5 separate regions of the Mus musculus genome follow, and regions 1, 2, 4 and 5 are each linked to region 3. Evidence: chromatin contacts called from public HiChIP or PLAC-seq, Micro-C and promoter capture Hi-C data. All regions are on one chromosome and are shown on one strand. The core of a region is the stretch at or near the end of the contact, and the rest is flanking DNA. Distances in the headings are between cores, read along the strand shown.

The links. Promoter capture Hi-C pulls out the DNA fragments that hold promoters and counts their contacts. A called contact is a pair of places that touch in the nucleus more often than the background predicts. HiChIP or PLAC-seq counts read pairs in DNA pulled down with a chosen protein or histone mark.
Region 1: a contact with region 3 is called in an H3K4me3 HiChIP or PLAC-seq map of embryonic midbrain, with 5 times the contacts expected there. The contact joins the enhancer-like site here to the promoter of Gpr146 in region 3. A contact is called at or near these places in 5 of 39 promoter capture datasets (the 3T3-L1 cell line, 3T3-L1-derived adipocytes, cranial neural crest and 1 more), 31 of 484 Hi-C or Micro-C datasets (B cells, the Ba/F3 cell line, the G1E-ER4 cell line and 19 more), 10 of 115 datasets of contacts at active chromatin or transcription factors (the HPC-7 cell line, the NIH/3T3 cell line, differentiating embryonic stem cells and 7 more) and 2 of 9 other capture datasets (embryonic stem cells and macrophages).
Region 2: a FOXA1 HiChIP or PLAC-seq map of pancreatic cancer cells shows a contact between it and region 3. The contact joins the promoter of Tmem184a here to the promoter of Gpr146 in region 3. A contact is called at or near these places in 6 of 39 promoter capture datasets (the 3T3-L1 cell line, the HPC-7 cell line, cranial neural crest and 3 more), 3 of 115 datasets of contacts at active chromatin or transcription factors (large pre-B cells, memory CD8 T cells and pancreatic cancer cells) and 1 of 9 other capture datasets (liver).
Region 4: a contact with region 3 is called in a Micro-C map of the G1E-ER4 cell line. The contact joins the enhancer-like site here to the promoter of Gpr146 in region 3. A contact is called at or near these places in 7 of 39 promoter capture datasets (the 3T3-L1 cell line, 3T3-L1-derived adipocytes, the C10 cell line and 4 more), 3 of 484 Hi-C or Micro-C datasets (the G1E-ER4 cell line, nephron progenitors and olfactory sensory neurons) and 6 of 115 datasets of contacts at active chromatin or transcription factors (the NIH/3T3 cell line, bone marrow-derived macrophages, embryonic basal ganglia and 3 more).
Region 5: a contact with region 3 is called in a promoter capture Hi-C map of pre-B cells, with 2.2 times the contacts expected there. The contact joins the enhancer-like site here to the promoter of Gpr146 in region 3. A contact is called at or near these places in 4 of 39 promoter capture datasets (erythroid cells, fetal liver, liver and 1 more) and 3 of 115 datasets of contacts at active chromatin or transcription factors (large pre-B cells, memory CD8 T cells and pancreatic cancer cells).

What each region holds. Positions count from the first base shown.
Region 1 is chr5:139,752,679-139,757,716 of GRCm38.p6, forward strand. It overlaps Ints1 (integrator complex subunit 1), which reads right to left. Exons shown (of 47, transcript NM_026748.2): 34 at 4,910-5,033; 35 at 4,383-4,513; 36 at 3,766-3,853; 37 at 3,457-3,683; 38 at 3,199-3,322; 39 at 2,499-2,632; 40 at 2,229-2,421; 41 at 1,396-1,523; 42 at 783-895; 43 at 34-147. Among named protein-coding and RNA genes, the nearest start is that of Mir7037, 13 kb to the right of the region's middle. Within about 2 kb of position 2,278, at least 9 of the 459 cell types and tissues checked have an H3K27ac peak or open chromatin away from gene starts, as enhancers often do. A contact at or near this core is called in differentiating embryonic stem cells, where this site is marked.
Region 2 is chr5:139,810,904-139,815,620 of GRCm38.p6, forward strand. Tmem184a (transmembrane protein 184a) reads right to left here and starts at 2,340. Exons shown (of 8, transcript NM_144914.3): 1 at 2,062-2,340. The coding sequence starts at 2,289.
Region 3 is chr5:139,378,178-139,382,774 of GRCm38.p6, forward strand. It overlaps Gpr146 (G protein-coupled receptor 146), which reads left to right and starts at 2,462. Exons shown (of 2, transcript NM_030258.5): 1 at 2,462-2,566. All of the region lies in intron 2 of 3110082I17Rik (RIKEN cDNA 3110082I17 gene), which reads right to left.
Region 4 is chr5:139,700,330-139,704,948 of GRCm38.p6, forward strand. No RefSeq gene overlaps it. Among named protein-coding and RNA genes, the nearest start is that of Gm46926, 33 kb to the left of the region's middle. Within about 2 kb of position 2,117, at least 25 of the 459 cell types and tissues checked have an H3K27ac peak or open chromatin away from gene starts, as enhancers often do. A contact at or near this core is called in the G1E-ER4 cell line and bone marrow-derived macrophages, where this site is marked.
Region 5 is chr5:139,828,899-139,833,893 of GRCm38.p6, forward strand. No RefSeq gene overlaps it. Among named protein-coding and RNA genes, the nearest start is that of Psmg3, 4.5 kb to the left of the region's middle. Within about 2 kb of position 3,658, at least 14 of the 459 cell types and tissues checked have an H3K27ac peak or open chromatin away from gene starts, as enhancers often do. A contact at or near this core is called in pre-B cells, where this site is marked.

The DNA of each region.
Region 1 (5,038 bases), core at 1,028-3,527, 370 kb after region 3:
CCAGGGTGGTCTAGGAACAGGGGGCTCACTCACCCTCAACAGCCCGGCCCCGGGACAGCCTCTTCATGTGAGGAGCCACGTCGGCTACAGTCAGTGGGGTGGAGAGGGAGACACTGACCAGGGGTAGGGAGCCGGCCGAACGCTCATCTGTGAAAGGTTAGTCAGGGTCAGGTGATGGCTGAACACTGAGGGCCCAGCCAGACCTGCAGACTCTATGGAAAGACCATGCCCATCCCAGAGGCACACTGGCCACTATCCAGGGTGCCACACTATGCTTAGTCTATGTGGTGGTCAGGACTGGAGGGTGGCAGTCAGGATGCGGGCCAGTTTAGGAGTGCATTCCCTCGCCTCTGCCCACAAGGTGCCACTCCACATGGGAGGCTTGTGTCTGTGCAGCATGTCCACTATGAAGGACCTTCTATGTGCCTTCAGGCAGCCCGAGACTACAGTCAATCTGGCCAACAGAGGCAGCAAAGGGTAGCGTCCCACCTGTGGAGCATGAGCCACCATCAGGCAAGTGAGGTAGGTGTAAGACCTTGACCTAAGGACCAACCTGCCCGGGCAGCACACGGGAAACATCCAGAAAGGTAATGTCTGAAGCAGAACCAAGCATTTCCATGAGGCGGCTCTGTTCAGTCAGCTTGGTCATGGCACCGTGCGCGTACACGCACGTGCGCATACACACACACACACACACAGAGGACAGATGAAGCTTCAGGGCTCAGCCACACCCACCAGGACCCTCCCTACAACCCCCCCCAAGAGCTCACCTGTCTGCTTACCTTCGCCTTCCTCATCCAGGCCTTGGTCAGTTCTCCCATCCCGGCTGGGCAGGCTGAGCCCTGCCAGTAAAGACTTCAACATCACCAGGTCACTGTTGTCAAAGGACAGGTCACTGTGGAGGAAGCACGGGTTCACTTCAGAGGAGGGCAGGCGGGGAAGAGTGCCAGGCAAGGAGAAGCAGCAGGGCAGGAAGGAGGGCCTGGGGTTAGGCAAGTGCAAAGAGAAATGGTAGGGAGGAGGGGTGAGTGAGGAGGAGTGAATAGGGAGGAGGGGTGAATGGGGAGGAGGGGTGAGTGAGGAGTGAATAGGGAGGAGGGGTGAGTGAGGAGTGAATGGGGAGGAGGGGTGAGTGAGGAGTGAATAGGGAGGGGTGAGGAGGAGTGAATGGGGAGGAGGGGTGAGTGAGGAGGAGTGAATAGGGAGGAGGGGTGAGGAGGAGTGAATGGGGAAGAGAGGTGAGTGAGGAGGAGTGAATGGGGAGGAGGGGTAAGGAGGAGCAAGTGGGGATGAAGCTGAAGGCTGCAATTCAGACCAGAACATTCACTGTCTGGACTGCCCCTCCTGGCTCCAGTGTGGGGCCACTGGCCAGCCTGGGCAGGTGTGGGGACTCACTGGAGGGGCTCTGCGTGCTTCTGCAGGAAGGCCACGGCTGCTGGTGCGCTGCAGCCCACGTACTTGTGGATGAACTGAACGAACTTGCTAATGAAGGGAGCCAGGTGGCGGGAGGACTTCCGGTAGTTCTGTAGAGAAGGCAGAACCACCAGAGGCTTCCTCAGACCCTCTACACCATACATGACCCCCATGACAGCCATGAGCACAGAGCTAGCCTGACTGGGGCCTGATGTTTTGTTTTTTATTGAACGAATGTTTTGCCTGAATGTATGTCTGTATGTCTGTGCACTACATGGGTGTCTGGTGTCCTGGAACTAGAGTTTCTCATGCTTGTGAGCCACCATGTGGGTGGTGGGACCCAAACCAGGGTCTTCCTTTGCGAGAGCAGCTAACGCTCTCTAATCTCTAAGCCCTCCTTCCAGCCCCTGAGTCAGACCCTGATATTGCCTCAATATTATAGCCAAGGCTGGTGCAGAACTTACAATTCTCCTGCCTCAGCTACCCTCGTGCTGATTGCAGGTGTGCTACTCTGACACCTGGCTGGCCTGGCTTTTGTTTTCATAATATTATGTATATACTAGGCATATGACACCAACAAATAGCACCCATGGGACTTGAATGTGGATTCCCCAGGCAGGGGATACTGGGGCTTAGGAGCCTCAGTGAAGAGCTGGTCTTCAGACAGTGGAGACAGAAGCCACTGGGCAGTGGCCTGGCTTTGGCCCTGGCTCCAGGCTGTCCTGTAGGAGCAGAAGGGAGTCAGGCAAGGACAGGAGGGGCCATGGGAGGATGTACGGCTGAGGAATGTGGGGGACAGTCTGCCTGGCACCCACCAGGAGCAGGCGGATAAAGGATCGCAGGCAGTCCCAAAGCGCCCCCTGGTGTTCGCTCTGGAACACACGCGGCTGCAGCAGCTCCAGGATGCCCAGCACATGCAGGAAGAAGGCCAGGTGGTTCTGCTGCCGGAACTCCTGGAAGTTCAGATGAGTGCGGCCGTGCAGGAGGGCTGCGATCATGGGCAGGTGCCTGGGCAGAGCAGAAGAATGTCCCTGGTTACACCTTCCCCCGAGTCACCCAGCACCACAGGCTGTGACAGCACGCACCTCAGCAGCAGGACGGGGTGGGCCACAGCCAGCTTCCGGCAGGCCATGTTGGCGTCAGCCACTCTGCTCTCAGAAGACCGGGAGTCGCTGGTGTCTGCCAGGAGCGTGATGAAGCGATGGACGAGGCCGTCCAGCTAGGGGGAGGGGAGACTACTTGCCTATACACCGTCTGAACTCCCCCTACCCCCTCATGGCCCAGGACATCACGCAGCAGCAGACACACGCTCAGCACGGACACTCTAGCGATCACACCAAAGGCAGGAGCTCATGTGGCCCCTCACACAAAACTCCAGAGGACGCAAGCTGGTCTGCCCTGCTGAGGCACAGTGGAGCTGGCCAGAATGGGTAGGAGGTGGAGACCTCTGGGGTACTCTGGGGTGACAGTGCACGACCCTCGTGATGGAGGCCATGGCCCCATATTGTCCACATGACACACATGTGCTGACTCCTGTCTGCCCACAACCTGGGTACAGAAAGGGGAAGGGGCATCCCTCTGCCCCAAGCTGCATCCAGAGGAAGAGCCTAGCACAGTAAGGTCTAGCTCTGGTGAGGTGAGCTAAGGTGAGACTGATGGCACCCCCACTCCAGGCTCTATGGGGACTATGCCCCTCACCTTGTGGTGAGGTTGATGGTGCAGCCCCCCCCCCGCACCCCATCCTCCAGCCCCCACCCCCTGCTCTGTGGAGACTGTGTCCCTCACCTTGCAGATGCTGCTGCTGGTGGCACCTTCACTTTGCAGCAGGACCTCGGGCACTGGCACCCGGACCTCTGGCCGCTGCAGGTACAGTTGCAACAGCAAGTCTCGGCAGCGCTGGCCCAGCACACTGGAAAGAGCAGAGGGGAGAGGGACTGGGTCACTGGGATGGTGTGGCCAGGGGAGGGACATGTACTGAAGGAGCCACTCCCAGGTGACACAGCAGCCATCTATGGCAAGGGGACACAGTGGGGACTCAGGTACCTGTCCCCCCATTGCTGGATGCAGCTGGTCAGGTGCTCGGTCACTTTTCCAATGCTCTCATCATTGCTACGGCAGCAGCTAAGCAGCAGGGGCAGCCGGGTCTGGATAAGGGTGCGTGCAGCACTGTCCCCATCCTGGCTCCTGGTCTCTGCCTCGGACAGGATAAGCTCCACCAGGCTGAGCAGCTCTGGGCCCTGCACGTGGAGCACCAACTCCTCCCGCCGCTTCTGCAATCAGGAGGCTGCAGGTCAGCCCCAGGATGTGTGTGCAGCCACCACCCATGGGTTGGGCTAACCTCTTGAGACCTGCCTGTGGAGTGCGCTGGTCCCGGCCCTGCCAGATCCGGGGGACATGGATACAGGCCCAGAGGAAGTCCAGGGATGCTGAAGGGTCGAGCCTGGGAGGAGCAAGCAATGCCAGGGTAAAGTTCCTAAAAAAGGGACCTCAGTAGAGGGCCACCTCTGTCCTTCTGAGGAGTCCCTAGTCTTTGGTCTCCCTGACCCACACACTCCCAGGTCTTGTGTTTGTGAGCTGGGCACCTGATGGTTCCTATGAGAAAACTCAAGCACAGCCTGTGCCCACACTATGGGCCTGTCACAGTCAAGGGACCACAGGCTGGATGGGCAGCTTGCCACAGCTCTTTTGCCTCCTGTACCATGGCGTGGACGTAAGCCAAATTCTCCACAGACAAAAATGTGCCAAGGAGATGGGAGGGCCTGGACTGTCTACCCCTAGGTGAGGGGCTGGGCACCAAAAGCAAAATACTGGCCCTGCTATTGAGGGCTTGCAGGTGCCCAAGGCACTGAGCACAATAGCACCCCCCTCAGGAGATGCTGCCCTGAATAGAGGTGGAAGGGACACAATTCATGGTTCACACAAAGTTGCATCCAGGCCGAGAGGCTCCTGGGGTCTGCAGTTGGCCTCACCTCTGCTCACGGCTCTTGCCTAGCAGGACACGGATGCAGCAGTGCAGCGTGGACCAGCTGGCCTGGTGCGTGAGGAGGGCCAGGAGGTAGGGGCGGAAGGAGAGCACCTGGGCACTTATGTGGCCTTTGCCCTGGAGAGGAAAAAGGCCAGGGTGATCTCAATTGGGCCAAGGGCCACCAGTTCTGACAAGCCATGTCAGCTGACCATGTTCTGGTAGGGCCACCCATGACAGCAGCTAAGGGCCTGGCCATCTTCTCTCTTGCCCTGGACAAGGGCTGGGTTTAAATGACAACGCACAGCCAATCCCCTCCCTCATTTCCCACATCCCTGGGCCTACCTGGGTTCCCCAGACTTTAGGCTCTGTGGAACTATCCTGCCTCACCCCATTCCAGCCCCAAAGAGACATGCACCACTCACTGCCTGGGACAGGGAGCCCAGGCCTGGCTAACCCCACCCCTCTGGAGGCTACAAGACATAGTCTGGAGTGGCAGCACTGTGGGAGAGCACCGGGCCATGTCCCTGTCACCTTTCTCCGTGAGAAGAGCAGCTTCCACTGTAGGTCAGGGCAACTACAGACCACTTCGGGGTCCAGCGTCTCCAGCCAGTCCACAAGCAGCCCAGAAGCTGGTCCCAGGCGCATGGCTTCCGTGCTGCG
Region 2 (4,717 bases), core at 1,090-3,589, 430 kb after region 3:
CTTATGCTCTTTGACCCCTTTTAGGAATCTACCCCACCGAATACATATATCCAGAAATAAAGAGGAAAGAAACTGTGTGCAAAGATGTTCATCACAGCAAAATATAGGAACAAATACTGCGGCTACGCTCATCGTGGGAGGGCCAGACTGGTTACACCATAAGCCCATGTATAAAGGAATACTATAGAATTGGTAAAAACGATGTACAGCCACACAGCTCTGTGAGATGTCCTCTGATAGGATAAGGTACCGGAGATCAGAGTAGGAAACGAAACAGGGTGTCAGGTGTCATGCGTGCCTGACAAAATGGAAGGAAAGGGCTGGGGATATGGTGGAGTGCCTACCTAGCATGCAGGAAGCCCTGGGCTTTATCCCTAGCCCCATAGAAATAGGGTAAGTGGTGCACACCTGTCATCTCAGTACTTGGGAAGTAGAAGCAGGAAGATCAGGAGTTCAAGGTTATCTTCTGCTACATAAGGACTTTGAGGCCATCCTGAACTACAAGATGCTGTCACAAAACAAAACAAAACTCCAGGAAGGTACTGTTCACCTTGAAGCTGTCTTGACCTTCTGGATTTTTCTACAAGAAACAGAATAGGGACGTGCCCTACCCCCACCTCAGTTCTAGGAACAGAGCCCAGACCTCTGCGTCCAGTCCCTTTACCTTTGTTCTATTTTGAGATGTGTGTGTGTGTGTGTGTGTGTGTGTGTGTGTGTGTGTGTTCTCACTGGTTTGTTCAGGTTGGTCTTCAACATGATATGGATCTCAGGGTAGCCTTCACTAGTGACCCTCTTGGATCAGCCTACGCTTCTAGTCTTTCAAAGTAAGCCAGCTGGGAGCTGGGTGCCTCCTCCCGATTCCAGGCCACCGTGGCGACGAGGTGCCCTGTGTGGCATGGAGGTCACTGTTAGAGGGAGCTGTGTGTGTGTGTGTGTGTGTGTGTGTGTGCAGGGGACACGTGGGGTGGTGCGAAGGCTGCTGAGGTCAGAGACCAGCTCCTTATCTGCTCCTTCCTCCCTCCCTAGCCTCTGTGGAGGGAGGACACAATGTGATCAGCCAACAAGAGACATTTCCCAGGCTGGTACCATATGGCTGGTGACCTTGGCAAGCTGCTTCCTCTTTTGCCTCAGTTTCTCCACCGGTAAATGGAGGTTGGTCTCTCTGGCTTCCTGCTGACCCTAAGAGCGTGCCTCGTGCCACCTCTGTGGCTAGGATGTGCCTGGCCTGCCCTCGGGCACGGATCTTTCTCCCTTGTATCCTGGTTACTGAGGCACACCTGGACAGGTACCAGCCAGCAGGTGAATGTCACAAGCCGAGGTGTTTGCTTTTGCTTCCTGCCCCCAGCTCACCTACTGACTCAGGCCCTCCCACTGTGCCAAGTGGGTGTTCCAGAGAGCCCGTGGCTCTCAGCTCCCTTAACCAACCTCCAGCTCCCCAGCTACCCCGCCACATTCTAGATGCCTGGCTTCTGCTTCCTGCTTACCCACCCTCCACCCCCAGCTCCTTGCCCCCTATTCTCGTAGCTCCCCATCTCTCCCCTCATACCCCCAACACACCTCCTGTTCTCCACTGTTCCAGTTCCTATCCAACTCAGTCCCCACCCCTCCTCCCCAAACTCCCTGTCTGGCTGGCTTGAGGTTCTCTATAGAGCAAGGTCCACGCCTTCGCCATCTCTGGAGGGGAAAGGCCCTTTCTCCTCCCACTGTGTGAGCCCGGGGAAACCCCTCCGTGTTCCTGTCTGTGAACTGGGATTAAGCTCTGACCTCAGGGAGTAGAGTGAGGGGCCTCAGACGTGACTGGGGATACCCACCCAGCAATCTGCCCTCACCTCGGCAGAGATCTCCCTCCTTAGGCCTGGCTCTGACATGCTAGCTCTGGAGAAGGGCCATAGACCCTTGAACACCATGCCTAGAATCCTACCATGTCTCAGTGACTGGTGCTGGGAGCTGTCCCTGGAGGTCCCATGATCACAGCATCTGTCCACGGGGCCCATCTGAGCTGGGCCAGGTCCCATAGCAACTTCCAGGCTCAGCGGGGATGGGGGTGCAAGAGGTGCTTACCTGGTGGCCGGTTAGCAGCAGAGCAGTCCATACAAACACGCCTGAAACGCCTCGGGCCAATGCGCTGGTGAGGAAGAGCTGGGGGGCCCCCTGCGAGCCGTTGTCCACGCGCTCCATCTGTGGCCCGGCTGCCACTGTGGGCATTGCCGGAGGGGGGCTGGGTGGAAGCCAGGTCGCTGACACGAGGGGGGCTCCGGCTGTCTTCAGAAACCCTGACGCATTCCTCATCTGCAGAAACCAGCAGAGGAGTGAGAAGCCAGGGAAGGCTTCTGTGGGAGTGTGAGGGGCAGGAGGTGGGGCCAGAGGTGGGCAAGGCCGTGTGGGTGTCACCTCGGGGTGGGTGTCACCTCGGGGCCAGTTCTGCCCAATGCACTTTCTGCCTGCCTGGCCACCGCCCCTACCACCATCATCCACAGAAGCTTCCCTGGGGGCCCACCACGGCCACCTGTCCCCTTTGTGAGAGTCTGGGTCTGATTTTCCCACCAGCTCGCCTGATTCTGGGCAGCTGTGGGCTCACACTTGAACAGGGGCCTAGCTGCTTTCCAGCCTGGGGCTCAGATCCTGGGGTGACAAACCCCCTCAGGTTCCTTCGGACCCTGGTTCTCAGACAGCAACTCTATAGAAGTCTAAGACTGCTCCTAACCAGGTGTCCACAGCACACCCCTGTAATCTCAGTACTCAGAGGCCAAGGCAGGTGGACTGTGCATCTGTGAGTATAAGGGCCAGCCTGGTCTACCTAGTTACTCTGTTTCAGAAAAGAAAAAGAAACTTAAACCCAAAACAACTTAAACTTAAACAAACAAACAAACAAAACCCCAAAGCTTGTTTCTACCACCGGCTGGGCAGTGGGGATTCACCTACCTGGGGCCAGTTCTGCCCAATCCAGCCCTTCCCCTCCTCCCCCCTCCTCCCCCTCAGGTGCCATCCGCCCCCGCCCAACCCTCCCCCCCCCCCTTGACCCGCCTGCAGGTACTCCTTAGGGTCTCAGAAGCTCCCGCGGCAAGTGATAGAGTGTGCGCCTGCCGGGAGGCAGCGACATTGGACCTCCTTGCTACCCTCAGTTGTCCGTCATGGGGGCGGGAGCCTACCTCTGTGAGCAGGAAGCTCTTTGGACCGGGCCTTGGAGGCCTAGCCTCCTCTGGGGCAGCCTGGCTGGTCATTCACTGGGTCATGTGGCCCCCAGTGGAGGCCAAGCTTCGGGTTGGGGCAAGGCTGGTCTCGGGAGGGTTGCGCTAGGCTAGGGAAGGCACACAGGGCCTCACCTGGCCAGTGGCCCACCTGGGCTTCAGGCTGAGGGAGGGGCGGAGGGAGGAGAAGCAGAGGCTTGTCCCCGCCCCTGGCGACACTCTATCCCGCTGGGACTGTTTGCCCAGTAGCAGCTGGCTTCCAGGAACTGAGGCTGGCAGGTGCCTTTCACCTGCTGGCACTAGGTAGTCAGGCAGTTTAGCAGGCAGGGTCAGGAAGGACAAAGGGTCTGCATAAGCTATGCTAGCTCCAGGGAGAAGTCCCCGAGGAGCCATCCAATACAGTGCTGCTTTCTGGGTGGTGAGAAAGGTCTAGAATAGTGTTTTTTTACCCTTCTCCATGCTTAGACGGTTCATGCTGTGATGACCCCCCACCCCCGACCATAAAATTATTTCTGTTGCTACTTCATAACGGTAATGTTGTTATTATTATGAATTGTAATGTAAGTATCTATGTTTTGTGATGGTCTTAGGCCACCCCTGTGAAGAGATCATTTGACTTCGAAGGGGTCAAGGCTCACGGTGAGAACCCCTGATTTAGAGCTAGACGTGGTGGTGGTTAGTGTGGGTGTCCCCACTGCTCCAGAATTGCGCACTTAAAACTGGGCAGGACTGGGAATGTTGCTCAGTTGGTAGAGTGCTTGCCTAGCATGCATGAAGCTCTGGGTTGCATTCCCCGCACTGCATAAACCAGGCATGGCGGTGTATGCCTATTATCCCAGCACTTGGGAGGTAGAGGCAGGAGAGTTAGAAGTTCAAAGTCATCACTGCTACATACCGTTTTAGGACTAATTGGGCTATATGAAAGTCTGTCTCACTGAATGAATGAATGAATGAATGAATGAACAAAAGAGTAAACAAAAAAGGGGTGGAGAGGTTAGTTTAGCCAAACTTCATGACACAGGCTTGTCTTCCCAGACACTTGGGAATCTGGGACAAGACTGATAATTCAAGACCATCCTAGGGGATACAGAGCAAGTTCAAGACCAGCTTGGACAACTTAGTCCTATCTTATTGGAGCATCTGCCTAGACTCCCCCAGTGAAGGGCTGGGGTGTGGCTCAGTTGTAGAGCCCTGCCTAGAATCCCCCAGTGAGGGGCTGGGGCATGACTCAGTGGTAGAGCCTCTGCCTAGAATCCCCCAGTGAGGGGCTGGGGTGTGGCTCAGTGGTAGAGCCCCTGCCTAGAATCCCCCAGTGAGGGGCTGGGGCATGACTCAGTGGTAGAGCCCCTGCCTAGAATCCCCCAGTGAGGGGCTGGGGCGTGGCTCAGTGGTAGAGTACTTGTTTAGCTTTCAAGCTCTGGGTTCCATCTCTAGCACTTCAAAATGGGTTTGGAAGGATCTGGCATGTAACACTTCTATGGAGAGAGGCTCATCTACCCTGGTTCCTAGAATAGGTGGGGGCTCTGGCC
Region 3 (4,597 bases), core at 1,212-3,711:
AGATGAAGCCTGGCCCTTCTCGTGTTACTAAGGGGGAAGATCTGTTTCCACCGAGGACAGGAAAGGCCCTGGCGGGCAGCCAGGGTAGCTGACTGATGAGAAGGGATGGGAAGGGTACCAGAAAGGGCACCGGGACCTGTGCTGACAGAGATGACCTGTGGCTCACCACACAGGAACCACAGCTTCAAGTGAACTCAGACCACCTGCCTCAACCACAGCTCAACGTGGCCACCTTTCCATAGTTGGCGATCGGTGAGACGGCTCTTTTCTGTCATTCCAACACTTGGGAGACTCGGAAAGGAGGATCGCAAATTCAAGGCTAGACTGGGTAAGACACTGTGTCAAAAGTAAAATAAAATGAAGTCTGCAATATGCTAGGTTCTCAGTGGCAATAGGTTATATTCATGTAACTCTACAAATAAAGTAATTTATTTACTGAGAGAAAACCTCATGGAGATCAGGCTAGCTTTAAAAGTGCTCTAAAGGCAAGGCTGGCCTTGAGTTCTTGATCCTCCCGCCTCCTATGTGCTGGGATTGCAGGCATCCACCGCCATACATTGTTTAGGTGGTGCTGGGGATGGGTCCTAGGCTTTATGCATGTTAAGTAAGCGTTCTACCAACTTAGCTACAGCCCCTAGCCCCCATCAAAAACTAATAATTAACTTAAACATATTCCCTGCTCCTGGCCAGTGTCCCCTAGATTCGAACCTTCCCAACAATGCTCAAATGCACGAGAGAAAGTGGAGAACATGGGGAACTGGTGAGGACAGATGTAACCCCACCACCACCCCAAGCCCACGAAAGACAAATGCAACGGCTCGGGGAAACAGGGCTGCTCTCTGGTTCCTGCCCAGCATTTCGAAGTGCCCTTGTGGAATGCAGCTGATCTTATCAACTGCCACTCCAGAACAGCCAGGAAGACCTGCCAAGTCCCAAGAATGTGGCCCGGGAAGGGAAGTTCCGGGCGTTTCCATGGCGCTTGGCCTCGGCAGGGCACTGGGCTGCTGTGTGAGCTGAGACTCGTGACCACTGAGTACACGGCCCGAGCAGGGGCCATGCCTGACCCTTAGGAGCCCTCCCTGCAGCACGAGGGAGGCCAGCTCTGTGGGATTTTTCAAATATCAACCTCAGAGCACGAGGTCAGACAGCAATTCACACACCCTACCATGTCCAAGATGTCTAGCTCGGGGACATGCCTGCTCAATGGGAGGACCGCCCGCAGCCGAGTCGGCGGCTGGGCCCTCTTACTCTGAACATCTGTGCTGTGCTTCGGGTGGTGCAGAGCAGGCAGCCAGTGGGGCCTTGCACTAGGAGGGTGCTCGGTTCACCAGCAGCACTCCCCAGTTGTGAGTGAAACCTCACAGGAACCCTCTGGAAGGCCCAGGAACCCTGACACTTCAGAGTCTCACCAGGAATCCTGAGGGTCAATTATTTATGGTTTACTTTCATTTTAGATTATGTGCCTATGGAGCCCAGAGGTCCACCTTGGCCATCATTCCTCAGGTGCTGTCCACCTTGTTTTTTATAAGACAGGGTTGGCTTTTTGGGGGTGGGGGTGGTTGGTGGCCTGAAATGTGAAAGTTAGATAGGCTGGCCCAAAGGGCCCCAGCGCCTGCCACCTCCCTAGCACTACAAGCACATGCTACCACACTCAACCTTTCTGACATGGGTTCTGAGGGATCAAACATAGGTCCTCCTGCTTGCAATTGGGCCAACAACTCCAGGACCCTCCCCCCACTTTTGACAGTCTTACTTTGCAACCCCAGTTGGCCCAGAATTTGCTATGTAAGCTACAACAGCCTTGGATTTATGGCAGTCCTTGCTCTGCCTCTTGAGTGCTGAGATTATAGATGGGCACCATCATGCCCAGTTAGGCTATCTGTGTGTGTGTGTGTATTTTGTTGTTGTTACTCTTTGTTTTTTAAGATCTCATGTATCCCAGGATACCCTTCAGGTGACTATGTAGCCAGGGACAGCCTTGAACTTCTGATCCTCCCTGCTCTATCTCCTGAGTGTTGGGACTACATGTATGCACGCACCACTACCCCTGGCTTATGTGGTGTTGAGGACTAAACGCCGGGCTTCCTGACTGTTAGGCAAATACTCTAAATGGCACCATTCCCACTTTCATGTTGGACAGCAGCTACACAGTGGGTCGGAGCTGTTTTCTCCGGACAGCTCCACTTAGACGCCTCTAGGACCGGGGAAGCACAGGTCGGGGAAATTACAAACTTTAATGGGGGCAGGTGCGCCGCCCTCCAGCATTAAGGCGGCCGGCCGTGGCTGGCCAAGGGGATTGTCCGTTCGGACTGGGGGCGGAGCCTGCGGGAACTAAGCACCGGTTCCAAGAAAAGGGCGGAGCCACCGAGCTGTGGGTCGGGAGAGAGGGCAGGGCCTGACGGCGTTGCTCGGCGGGCGGGGGCGGGACCACGCGAGCAGCCCCCGGGGGCGGGACGGGGTCACGTGTGTACACAGCCCCCACGGCGTGCGCGCCGTGAGCTCCGCTGCCTCCTGCAAGCCCAGCTGCCCGCCCGCGGCCGGTGCGCGGGCCGCCGCCCAGCGAGCGGTGAGTGGGGCCCGGGGAGGGGAGCCCCTAATGCTCTGTTCCAGGCGGGAGGAGACCGCGCCAGGCTGCGCTGGGTGGACGCCAGGGACAGGGAGTGTGGTCCTGAACCCGCGGCGGGCGGTGGGTTTGCTGCCCGAGGAGGCGGACGGGCTCTCCTAGGACGCTACGGTTACCATCTTCGTCCCTTCTGTTGGTTAAGAGCGTCAGGACATTTGGAACCCGTGCGTAGAGATAGCGGAACTTGCGCCATCGGCCCTGAACATTCATCGGGCACGGGAGGCAGTACCAGCAACTAGAACCCCAAGTGAAGGGATACAGTTTCTTCGGTCCTCAGGCTTGCTGACTAGGACTAACTTAGTACCCGCTGTCCAGAACAGCACCTGCCAATTTAGCGCGCCCCGGTCTGTGATTATGTTCTTGCGAGCTGCATTCCTATTCTCGTCCTGATCCAGCAACCTGACATCTATGTCCACCTCCATGTATCAGAGGCACTGATAACCTGGGGTTAAGCTAGCTTGAAAGAACTATAAGTTAATCCTATTGAAACGCCTCTGGACGTGTCCTGAGGCCACTCCACCCATAGGGGACCAGGCACTATCTCTGTGAGTGCAAGGAAACACTATTAATAATTACACTAAGGGTACAGTCACATTATCCTAACCTGCCATGTAAGTCTTTGAAGAACAACCACAAGGTCCAGATTTCCAAACTAGAACCTCTGGTTGCTCCCAGGGTACAGTGTATCAGTGTCCCCGTGACTCTTTTTTTTTTTTTTTTTTTTTTTGGTTTTTCGAGACAGGGTTTCTCTGTGTAGCCCTGTCCTGGAACTCACTTTGTAGACCAGGCTGGCCTCGAACTCAGAAATCCGCCTGCCTCTGCCTCCTGAGTGCTGGGATTAAAGGCGTGCGCCACCACGCCCGGCTCCCCGTGACTCTTGAATGGGCTCATGAAGAAAGCTGCGACACATCCAGCTAAACCTAATGTGGGGATGCATGGGGATTTAGGTCAGAATGTGTAGGCTGAGTAGTTGGGAGGGGATGCCTGTGTGGTTCACAGACTGGAGGAGACTCTTGCAGCTCCCTGGGCATTCTCTCCTTCCTTACCCCACAATGTCCTAGCATAATCCCCTCCTTTAATGACCCAAACATACTGAGACATGAAGCCAAGCCCTTGGGGGAGTGAGATCTGTGCTCACAAGTGAGGCTCCTGTTTTCCTTAACCTGCCCTAGTTACTTGCTCCTGCCTGCAGCCTCTCAGCTTCCCTGTGGCTCGAGCTGTCCTGACCCAGCAGCCGGACAGTTCAACCTACAAGTCTGGCTGGCCAGCACTGGGTCACATGTGTCTCTGAGCTCTCAAAGGCCCTGGTGGCCCAGGACTCCAAGCACCACAGAGGCTTCAAAAGGCAGAGAGGACTCGGTCTGCAGAGAGACGTGGTTGACTTTTCAGCAGAGACGCAGAGTGACCTGTGCACCCCAATGTCCACTCTGGGGACCCTTTCATACAGGAGTTTCCCCATCTGAATTAGGAGCGCTGTAAACCCAGCAGAGCATTGTTGTGATGGGAGCAAATGTGACAAGATGAGTAAAAATAACCACCAGAGCCATGATAAGATCTGTGGCTTTGAGCACTTCCCTGCAGGTGAAGCCACACCCAGGTTTTTTTAAAAGCTGAGGTTATCAGGAGCCCAGATGGGGGTGCACGCCTACCCGGTGACTGAAACGGAGACTATCTGTTCTGAGTTTGCTCCTTGTTCTGAGGACGCCTCTATTTATCTATTTTTGTTGTTGTTGTTGCTTATTTCCCACTACCTCCTCCTGGTGTTGTGTCTGTAGTTGAGGCTACAGGCCTCAAACTGTGTTAGTCAGGGAAAGAATCCAAGTTAACAAGTAAACTGTGAGCAGAAGAATAAGTTCTCTCTTCCTCCAGGGAAAAAGGCAGCCCAGGGTCCCATATAGGCACCCTGCCTGCTCTGAGGCAGAAGTAATTTGGTCTCAGCCTCTCTATCCCCCACCCAGCTCTCCTGCAGCTGGC
Region 4 (4,619 bases), core at 867-3,366, 320 kb after region 3:
GGCCAGGATGAAAGGCCTGTACCACAAGCCCCAACATGCCAGGCAATTATTAAAATATCAACACATCAATCCCATGTGGTTCCTTGGCCTCGGGCACCTGGCATGGGCACCTCCATTACATCTGGCATCAGCCCAGCCCCCCCCCCCCGGCACCTCCATCTACAGGCCCACTGCTCCTTTCTGGAAAGTTCTTCCCCACGAATAGCAAGGCCAGAGATGGTCCATATTTAGTATCTAATGTTTGAAAAACATTGATTTACGTTTTACATGACCGTGTGAAAGCAAACATAAAGATTCTTGCTTTTTAATTTAAGAGAATGTGATGTCATTTCAATTTGAGATAAGATAAAAGGTGTCCTCCAGGCTGCGCCTTCAATTGGATTACGTCGGAGTGTTTTATAAAGTGCTGGCGGCCTCAAATGAAGTATGGGGATTTTCTTTATTGGACGTTTAATGGGCCACACTCAGACTATCCATCTCTATCGGCAGCTTCAATCACCCGGGAGATTAAAGCAGAGCCCCAAACTCCAACCTGAGAACGGAGGACCGCGCTTCCTCGATGAAACCCATCCCGAGGAGAAGATACCTCAGTAGACCAGCAGCAGGCTCGTGGCACAAGCCACAGGCACCTGGCCAGAGATCTCTGGTATGGCTGGCAGGAAAGAAATACCCAAGGCAGGCCAGGTGAACTAGGCTCCAAGTGAGTGGGCCAAGTGGGACCTAAACCCATCACTGGGGGTCGGGGGATGGGATGCAAAATGCAGAGCACTGAAGGATCTGACTGGCAAGTGGCAGGACTGGACTCCTGTCCCTTGGCTACCCAAGTCCTGGAAGGGAGAAGAGTCTCCAGGGAGATGGGAAGTGAACACAGAGTTCTTGTTCACCTCCCAGTGCAGATGGAATGTATCGGGGCTCTGAGGTCCTAAGTGCACCCCATGCAGTCAGGACGGAGTCACTCTAGAAAGGGAAACAGGTAATTGAGCACACACACACCAGCCCTGGGCTCCAGGTATGGTCCCCAGTTCTGAGATGCTCTCAGGGAGTCCTCAGGGAACCCTGTGTCACTTCTCTTACTCTCCACTAACCCCATTTTGGAACCAGGGTGCAACTTCAAGGTCCCTACTTCATGCAAGATGGTGCATGGTAGAGCTCGGCCAAAGTCTGTCGCTGTACCAGTGGACACTGGCTGCACTGATGTCCCCTGATGCTTGAAAAGCAGCTATGGCTCAAGACACAGGTCTTCCTCATTCTTTCATTTATTCGTAAAGAAAATACCAGAGGACCTTTGGCGGCCATTGCTGGATTGCCGCCGCCAGAATGAAATTCAATCCCTTCGTGACTTTTGACTGAAGCAAGAACCACAAACGCACTTCAACGCACCATCTCAATTCGGAGGAAGATCATACCTTCCCCTCTTTCCAAAGAGCTGAGACGGAAGGATGACGAAGTTCAGGTTGTCCGGGGACACTACAAAGGCCGGCGGATGGCAAGGTGGTCCAAGTGTACAGGAAGCACGCCACCCACATAGAACGAGTGCAGTGGGGAAAGGCTAACGGCACAACTCTCCCTGTGGGCATCCACCCCGGTAAGCTAGGGATCACCAGGCTAACGCTGGACATGGACCGCAAGATCGTGGAGAGGAAAGCCAAGTCCTGACAAGGAGGACAAAGAAGGGCAAATCGAGGATGAAACAAGAAGGTGCAGGAGCAGACACACTCCATAGGCAGCTTTCATTGTAGACTGCTTAAGTAAAAAGAAAAGAAAATACCAGAGGAGCCCCTATGGTGTGTGAAACACTCTTCAGGCACATTGGATCCACAGTGGGAGAGAAATGATCCTCCCCTACCCCCAAGACCTCAAGGTCCTCCACCTTAGATATCAGGAGACAGAGCTCCATCCAAACACTTCTCAGGACCCACTGCGAGAACACAAAGGCAGAATTACCCGGAGGCCCGGAAGTAGGGAGCCAGTTGTGAGGAAGGCAGCAAGCAAGCACGTGTGATGCACACACACACACACACACACACACACACACACACACACACCGCCGCCCCAGTCCCAGTCCCAGGAGCCTGGGAGTCGGAGAGGAAGTGAGAAGTACTGCAGGAAGATAAAGCCTGGGTGAAGACAGGGTCATGCCCCTGTGCCCGGAAAGAGTGTGTCACTCCATATCTCAGCTTCATCCCCTCCCGCCCCCTTCTTTCTACTACAGACACTAGAGCCCACAGCCAGTCCTTCCCAGCTGCTCCCCAAAGCCCAGAGCGTCTCTCAGTGCTCAAGGCTGAAGACTAGTGTGGACATGAGTGTTGGGAGCACGGCTCCTCCCCTAAGAACTCCCATATTTAACCCCATTCAAGAAGAGGAAGAATGCTACACAGGCCTGGGTCTGATCCGGGGCCATCTATAGGTTATCAAACACCAAGCACTGCTGGCAATCCCACAGCTACATCTGGGGTCTATGGAGAGCAGCCCAAATAACAGGTGGAGGACCAGTGTCCTGGCCCCTCTTCCATATACATAACCTGCTAGGTAACCATCTATGGGAATGAAGCAGCCACCACCACCACGACACAGCCCAGGAGCTCAAAGAGCCATCCATCCCTGGGTTCCAGCCTCCAACCTGCAGCTGACCTGCTGTGTGGCTTCCAAGAACTGCGGAGCCTCTCTGAGCCTCTAAGATCACCATATCTATATAGCAGAATGGTTCCTGGCACCTCCGAGCAGCCCTAGCCCTGGTGTGTGCCAGTCTGCCTGCCCCTGGTGGTCAAGGTGCTGAACTGCAATGGTTGGTTAAGACTGGGGAAGGGGGAGGGGCATCTAGATTGGCCCAAGCCCCTCTAACTTTTGTGTCCTTAATACATGAGAGGTCCTAGAGTGCCAAGGCCACACTGCTTCAGGTTACTACCACTGTGATGAAACACCATGATCAAAGCAACATGAGGAGGAAAGGCTTGGCTTACATTTCCACACCCATAGTCCATCACTGCTGTTAAGACAGGAGCACAAGAAGAGCAGGGACCTGGGGGCAGGAGCTGATGCAGAGGCCATGGAGGGGTGCTATTTACCGGCTTGCTTCCCCTGGCTTGCTCAGCCTGCTTTCCTATAGAACCCAGGACCACAAGCCTAGGGATGGGACCACCCACAGTTGGCTGCCCCACCCCCAATCAATCACTAAAAAAAGCCTACAGCCAGGTGGTGGTGGCACGCATCTTTAATTTTAGCACTTGGGAGGCAGAGGCAGAGAAATCAGAGTTTGAAGCCAGTCTGGTCTACAGAGTAAATTTCAGGGACAGCCAGGACTATATTTGGCTACCCTGGAACTTACTTTGTAGGCCAGGCAACTTGCTTCCCAAGTGCTGGGATTAAAGGTGTGCCCCACCATGCACGCGTGGGGACATTTTCTCAGTTGAGGTTCCCTCCTCTCAGGTGACTTTAGCTTAGGTCAAGCTTGGGCCATAAAACCATCCAGCACAACTGACCAACTTGTCACACAAACACATCACTGTAAAGCCACACCCTTCTCTCTCTTGTTCATCCCCAAGATCACACACTGATAGAAACATCACAATATAATCACTTTACAAATGAAAAAGGGCCCACAGTCTTACAAATTCAAACCCTTTTTTTTTTAAAAAAAAATCAATCTCTTTTTAAAAAAAAAAGTTCCAGTCTCTTTTATAAGTCCAAAGTCTCTCAACTTGTGGGACCCTATAAAATAAAATTAAAAAAAAATAAGTTAAGTGCTTTCTTATTTCAAAAGGAAAGAACAGTCCCACTCAGATCAAAGTAAAACCAAACTCCAGCCGTGTAAATAACTCGGTGTCTGATATCATATCTGGAACTCACTCACTATCTTCTGGGCTCCTCTAAGGGTTTGGGTCACTTCTCCGGCTCCACCCCCTGCAGCCCACACAAGCTTGCCCTCTAGGCTCTGACCAGCTCCACTCCATGGCTGCTGGTGTTCTTGGTGGTTGTCCCAAAGTGCTAGGGTCTTCTGCTGCAACTGGGCCCCACTTTCACCAATAGCCTCTCATAGGCTCTTTTCACAGTGCCAAGCCTCAACTTCTTTGCATGACCCTTTCAGTCCTGGGCCATCAACTGCCACCACGGCTGCAGCTTCACCAATGGCCTCTCTTGGTGACTCACAGCACCAAGCCTCAGCTGTTCTCCATGACCCCTTCATGTCTTTAAAACCAGTACCACCTGGGTGACTCTTAAATGTGACCAAGTTTAGCACCAGGTACAATCTTGACTGCTTCTGGAACACAACTAGCTTCTATGTGTTGACTCTGAGGAAACACTTCACAGATTTCACCTCAGAGCTGCTGGCCTTTTTGATCCGAGCTGATTCTTCAGCCCCAGATGATCAGCGTCCATCACCCCAGTAAAGCGAAGGTGTTACTACAGTGTTTCTGTTAGCTTGTGAATCACAGCTGAGTTTTCAACCCCAGCTGACCAGAACCAGGATTCTTTTTCTTTTTTTTTTTTTTTTTTTTTTGGTTTTTCGAGACAGGGTTTCTCTGTGTAGCTCTGGCTGTCCTGGAACTCACTTTGTAGACCAGGCTGGCCTCGAACTCAGAAATCTGCCTGCCTCTGCCTCCCAAGTGCTGGGATTAAAG
Region 5 (4,995 bases), core at 2,408-4,907, 450 kb after region 3:
AAGACAGAAACACCGTGAGTGCCCTTTGAAAATAAAATGCTTTGACCCCACCCTCACCTTCCTGGACATTCAACTTGATGCCTGGCCCGGCTCCCTGACTCTTGTTGAGACCCAAAGGATGCTGGAACCTGGGTCACTGACCCTTATCAGGTCCCAGCTAATGCCTGGAACCCCTGATCCTCACTGAGGCTCAGGGGAAAGTAGGAGGAAGCCCTGTCCTGCAGGGTGAGTCTTGCACCCAAACTAGAAAACCCCACCATGTCTCCCTGAGAGAAGTTTCACTGACTGGGAAAGACTTGGGAAGATACTGGGAGAAACTGCAGCCTGGAGCCCCTTCCCCAGAGGTTGATAGTCCTGGAAACTCCATCCCAGAAGCCTTTCTGTGCCTGCTGCTGACGGTTCTGAAAAAAGCCACACTTCTGCTTACACACTAAAGTCCTTAGACAGCTCAAGCATTTTTCCTCAATAAATGTATCCTCTCTTTCCTTGAGTTAATGACTCCTTATCCAAGCTCCATTGAGTCGTGTGAAGCTCGCTTCTTCCAAAATGATTTCTTGGTGGTGTAAAAGAAAAGACATGCATACAAAGCATGATGGGAGTAGACAGAGATCGGGAGGAAACGAGTTTCCGAGCGTTCTCACAGTTGGCACGTGAAGAGGGAAGATTAGGGTTTCGTGCCACTAATACTCAAGAAGCAAGGAGCGTATAGATTTCTCAGCAAAGTCTTTTTGTCGGTTCTAAATTTAAACACCCGTCCGCCCACACACAGCAAAAGCAAATTGCTGGCGTGTTGCTTTGCCTGGAGAAATCTTGAAAAGCTTTTGATGCACCTTGGTATGCCTTCTCTCTCTGTGGCAGAGGTCCAGGAACTCTGCCTCCCCAGCACACGGAAGCCCTGGACACATGCTGATCACCTCTGCAGAAGGGAGGCTGGAGAAGAAAGTGGACAGCGTTCTGGTCACATTATAAAGTAGCTCTGAGGGGTCTCCGCTTTGGACTGGTTTGGATCTTGAGCTATTGATGATAAAGAAGAAGTCTGAAGGAAAACGGAGTTTTTTTTTTTTTTTTTGTTTTTTTGTTTTGTTTTGTTTTGTTTTTAAAGGGTGTGTTGGGCTGAGCTGCCTTGTTTCAGGAAAAGGACTTCCCCATGGTTTAACCTGGTGAGTGGTAGAGTTCACACATTTAGGGCTCAGTGGGAAAAGCCCTTACTCTGCAATCTTGAAGACCTGAGTTCAAATCCCCAGAACCCATGTAAAAGCCTGGTGAGGTAATGTGTGTTTGGAATCCTGGTGCTTCTCAGGAATAATGGAAGGTGCAGACGGGAAAACCCGTAAAAGTCCGAGGGGCGGATGCAGCAGCAAACAAGAGTCTCTGCTTCAAACAAGAGGGAGGGGGGTAGTGAGAATCAAAACTTGAGGTTGTCCTCTGACTTTCAGCATGTGACACAGCATGAGAACCTCCCCAGGCACACATCAGACACACGGATAAATTAAAATGCAAAAGATAGCGTCTCTGGCTGTTCTCCAGCGTGTGTTGGAGGGATTGTTGCACCAGAAAGAAAGACATCTCCTTCCCTGTTTTATTTTATGTATTTTTATTTCAAGACAGGATCTCACTATGTCTCCCTGGCTGTCTTGGGGAACTCACTACGTAGACCAGGCTAGCCTTGAACTCACAGAGATCTGCCTGCCTCTGTTTCCAAAGTGCTGGGATTACAGGTGTGTGTCACAAGGCCAGGCTAGAAAGAAGCTTAAGTAATCATATTTAAAATGGCTGTTGCTGGGGCCGGAGGGATGGTTCAGTGGTTGCCTGCACTTGCCACTCCTATTGTTTTTTGTGTGGGTCCCAGGACCCACATATCCCCTTTGGGCTCATGTGTTTGAAAACTTGGTCTGCAGTAGATGCTTAAGGAGCCTTAAGGAGGTGGAGCTTGGCTAGAGGAAGTGGGTCACAGAAGGCGGGCCTTGAGGCTTTATAGACAGACTCCACTTCCTCTTTATGCTCAGCTTTTTGAGTAGTGGATACAATGTGACAGGTCCGCATCCTGCTTCTGCCTCCACATCTACCCTGCCTGCAACCCACCACAGTGGGCATTATCCCTCTGGAACTGTAAGCTTAAGTTGACTTTGTCAGGGTATTTTATGACAGCAACAGAAAAACAAAGTAAGACAACAGTGGAATTAATAGTGTCAATAGTGGGGGCGGAGAGTTTTATAAAGGTCAAGTGTGGTAGACCATTTCTGTAACCCAGCACTTGGGAGGTTGAGGTTTGGAAGATGGCAAGTTTGAGGCTGTCGAATGACACCCTGACTGACTGAAAGTCGACGTGAGAGGCTGGGGACGAAGCTCAGTTGATAGACGAGCACTTGCTTAGCGTGCATACAGCCCCCCTCCCCGCCCCGTTTGATTCTCAGCACTGCTTAAACAGATCATGATAGTGTCTGTCTGTCTTGCTTGACTGGGAGGTCAAGGCAGGAGGATCGGGCCACATAGTGAGTTCAAGGCTAGCCTGGGATGCGTGAGATCGTGTCTCAAAAAGAAAATGAGGTTGCTAGAGAGATGGCTGAACCAGCAAGAGGACTGGCTGCCCTTTCAGAGGAACCGACTTTGAATGGCAACACCTACAGGGTCACTAACAATCCTCAGTATTTCCAGCCCCATGAGGTCCAGTGTCCTCTTCTGGTGTCCGAGTTCACCAGGCAGGCGTGTGCACACACCCGTATACAAGCAAAACACCCATACACACAAAAAATTAAAAATGCAAAAATAATTAAAATAAGCTGATTGAGAGGCAGAACTGGGTTCCACAGTGAACCTGGCTGTTTCCCCAGAACCCATAGCCTGTGACTCACAAGCTCCCAGGATTCCAGTTTCAGCAGAGCCCGGGGCCTTATTTTGGTAATAATAGAGTATTTGTCTAATACTCTAGACATTTTAGTTATGAATGTAGTCAGGATTAACCTACAGAAATAACAATAATTGCAGAGTTGATCTGCATGTTTATAGGGTCACAATTTTTTTTTTTATAACAACCTGGATGGTAGTTCAACCATGATCCTCCGGTAGGATTTTCCAACTCTGTATAAAGAGGAGTGTGCTGATTTTGTACCTATTTACTTTTTTTATTATTTTTAAAAATTTTTTATTTTATCGTTGGATATTCAATCAAATGGCTTCAGGGAACAACTTCAGGTGTCCTTCTTTGGGCCCCCTTCGCCTTTTGTTTTGAGATAGGGTGTATTGTTGGTCTGGACTTCACTAAGTAGGTTAGGTTAGCCAGCCTGGGTGCTTCTAGAGGTCCCTGGAGCCCACCATCAGCTTCCTGTCGGTGATTCAACTTCTTCCAGTCAGTTCATACAAAGGGTTCCTACGTGTAATGCTCCTTATCAGTCTTCTTCACTGAACACCAAAGCTAGGAAGTTCTCTCAGAGCGTGGCCCGTGACTGCACTTCCTCCTTTCAGGGATTAAATGACACACCATTTGCCAAAAGGCTTCGTTTCGGGGGACCTGATACATCCAAGATGTGCTTGGTAGAGTTTCCATCCCTTCCCGGGTCAACAGAGCCATTGCTGCTGCTGGACACACAGACCCAGGAGTACATCTGTGGCTTGCTCTCTGATGTCTCTATTCATGAATATTTGCAAGCAGAAGCATGGTGAGTCAGACCAGTGGGCACGCCTGTATTCTCAGAACTTGGGAGGCCAAGACACGAGAAGCATGAGTTCTAGGTAGCTGGGCTACTTAGTTGAGACTCTTTAAAGAAATGATCATTCTTGATTGTTAATGTGAGTGGGTCTGGAATCAGCCAACAGGTAAGCCATTGAGCACACCTGTAAGGGACTGCCTCGATCCTTTTAATTGAAGTGGAAAGACCCATTCTGCCAGTGGGTGGTACCTTCTGTTGGCAGTTCAGACAAAAAGAAGTCTGAGAAAGAAAAGCGTTTGCTCTTTTGCCTGCTCACCTTCATGCCACACTAGCAAGCACATCTACTTTGTTGTCATCTTGCGGCCACCACCACCAGAACCCAGCTTCTTTAGCCTTCCAGCATGGACCAAAGACCTCTGCAGAACCCCTCTGCCTTCAGCACTGACTGAGACTGCGGCGACATCCAGCCTGGGCATGGACAAGGCGGGTATCAAGTTCTCATCCTCTTCGGAGTGAGCCAGTCATTGCCAGACTTCCCAGACCACTTTATATAAGCCAGTCTGGTAAGTCTCCCTGTAACATAAAACTGACAAACCGTTCTGTTCCTCTAGAGAATCCCGACTTAAACATCTTGTTTCAAAATTTTTTTTTCAATAAAAATAATTCAAAGAAGGACAAGGGCTGGCAGTGTGGGAACCGTACGTACGGCCTCTGTAGCTCCCACTCCATGCTTGGTAAGCCTTAAAGCAGCTTCAGAGACACAGCTCCATCCTTCAGATTTGCTGGGATGATGGCTTAGAGGGAGGTAACACAGGAGGAGTCAGGCTTTAGGAGTCTTCTTCCTGCTAGCCACTCTGCAGCTGAGGGCAGATGGATGGATAGGTGGGTGGGTTGGTTGGTGCATGGATGGGTGGGTGGGTGGGTGGGTGAGTGGATGGATGGATGGATGAATGGGTTGGTGGATAGGTGGGTGGGATGGATGGGTGGATGGATGGATGGATGGATGGATGGATGGATAGATGGATGGATAAATGGGGGTACATGGATGTCTTCCCCACACACACACTCCCATTCCAGGCTCTGCAGTTGACACTCAGCTTCATCAATGCCCTGCCTGTCTCCTGCTCGGAGATGTTCTGGGCTTCACTGAGTGGAACTGTGGACTCCACTAGAACCAAGTCCAGCTTATAAAGCTCTAGCTCAGGGATTCTCAGCCTTCCTAATGTGTGACCCTTTAGTACAGATCCTCCTGTTGTGCTGATTCCCAACCATAAAATTATTTTCATTCCTACTTCATAACTGTAATTTTGCTACTGTTATGAGCCATAATGTGTTTCCTATGACCCTA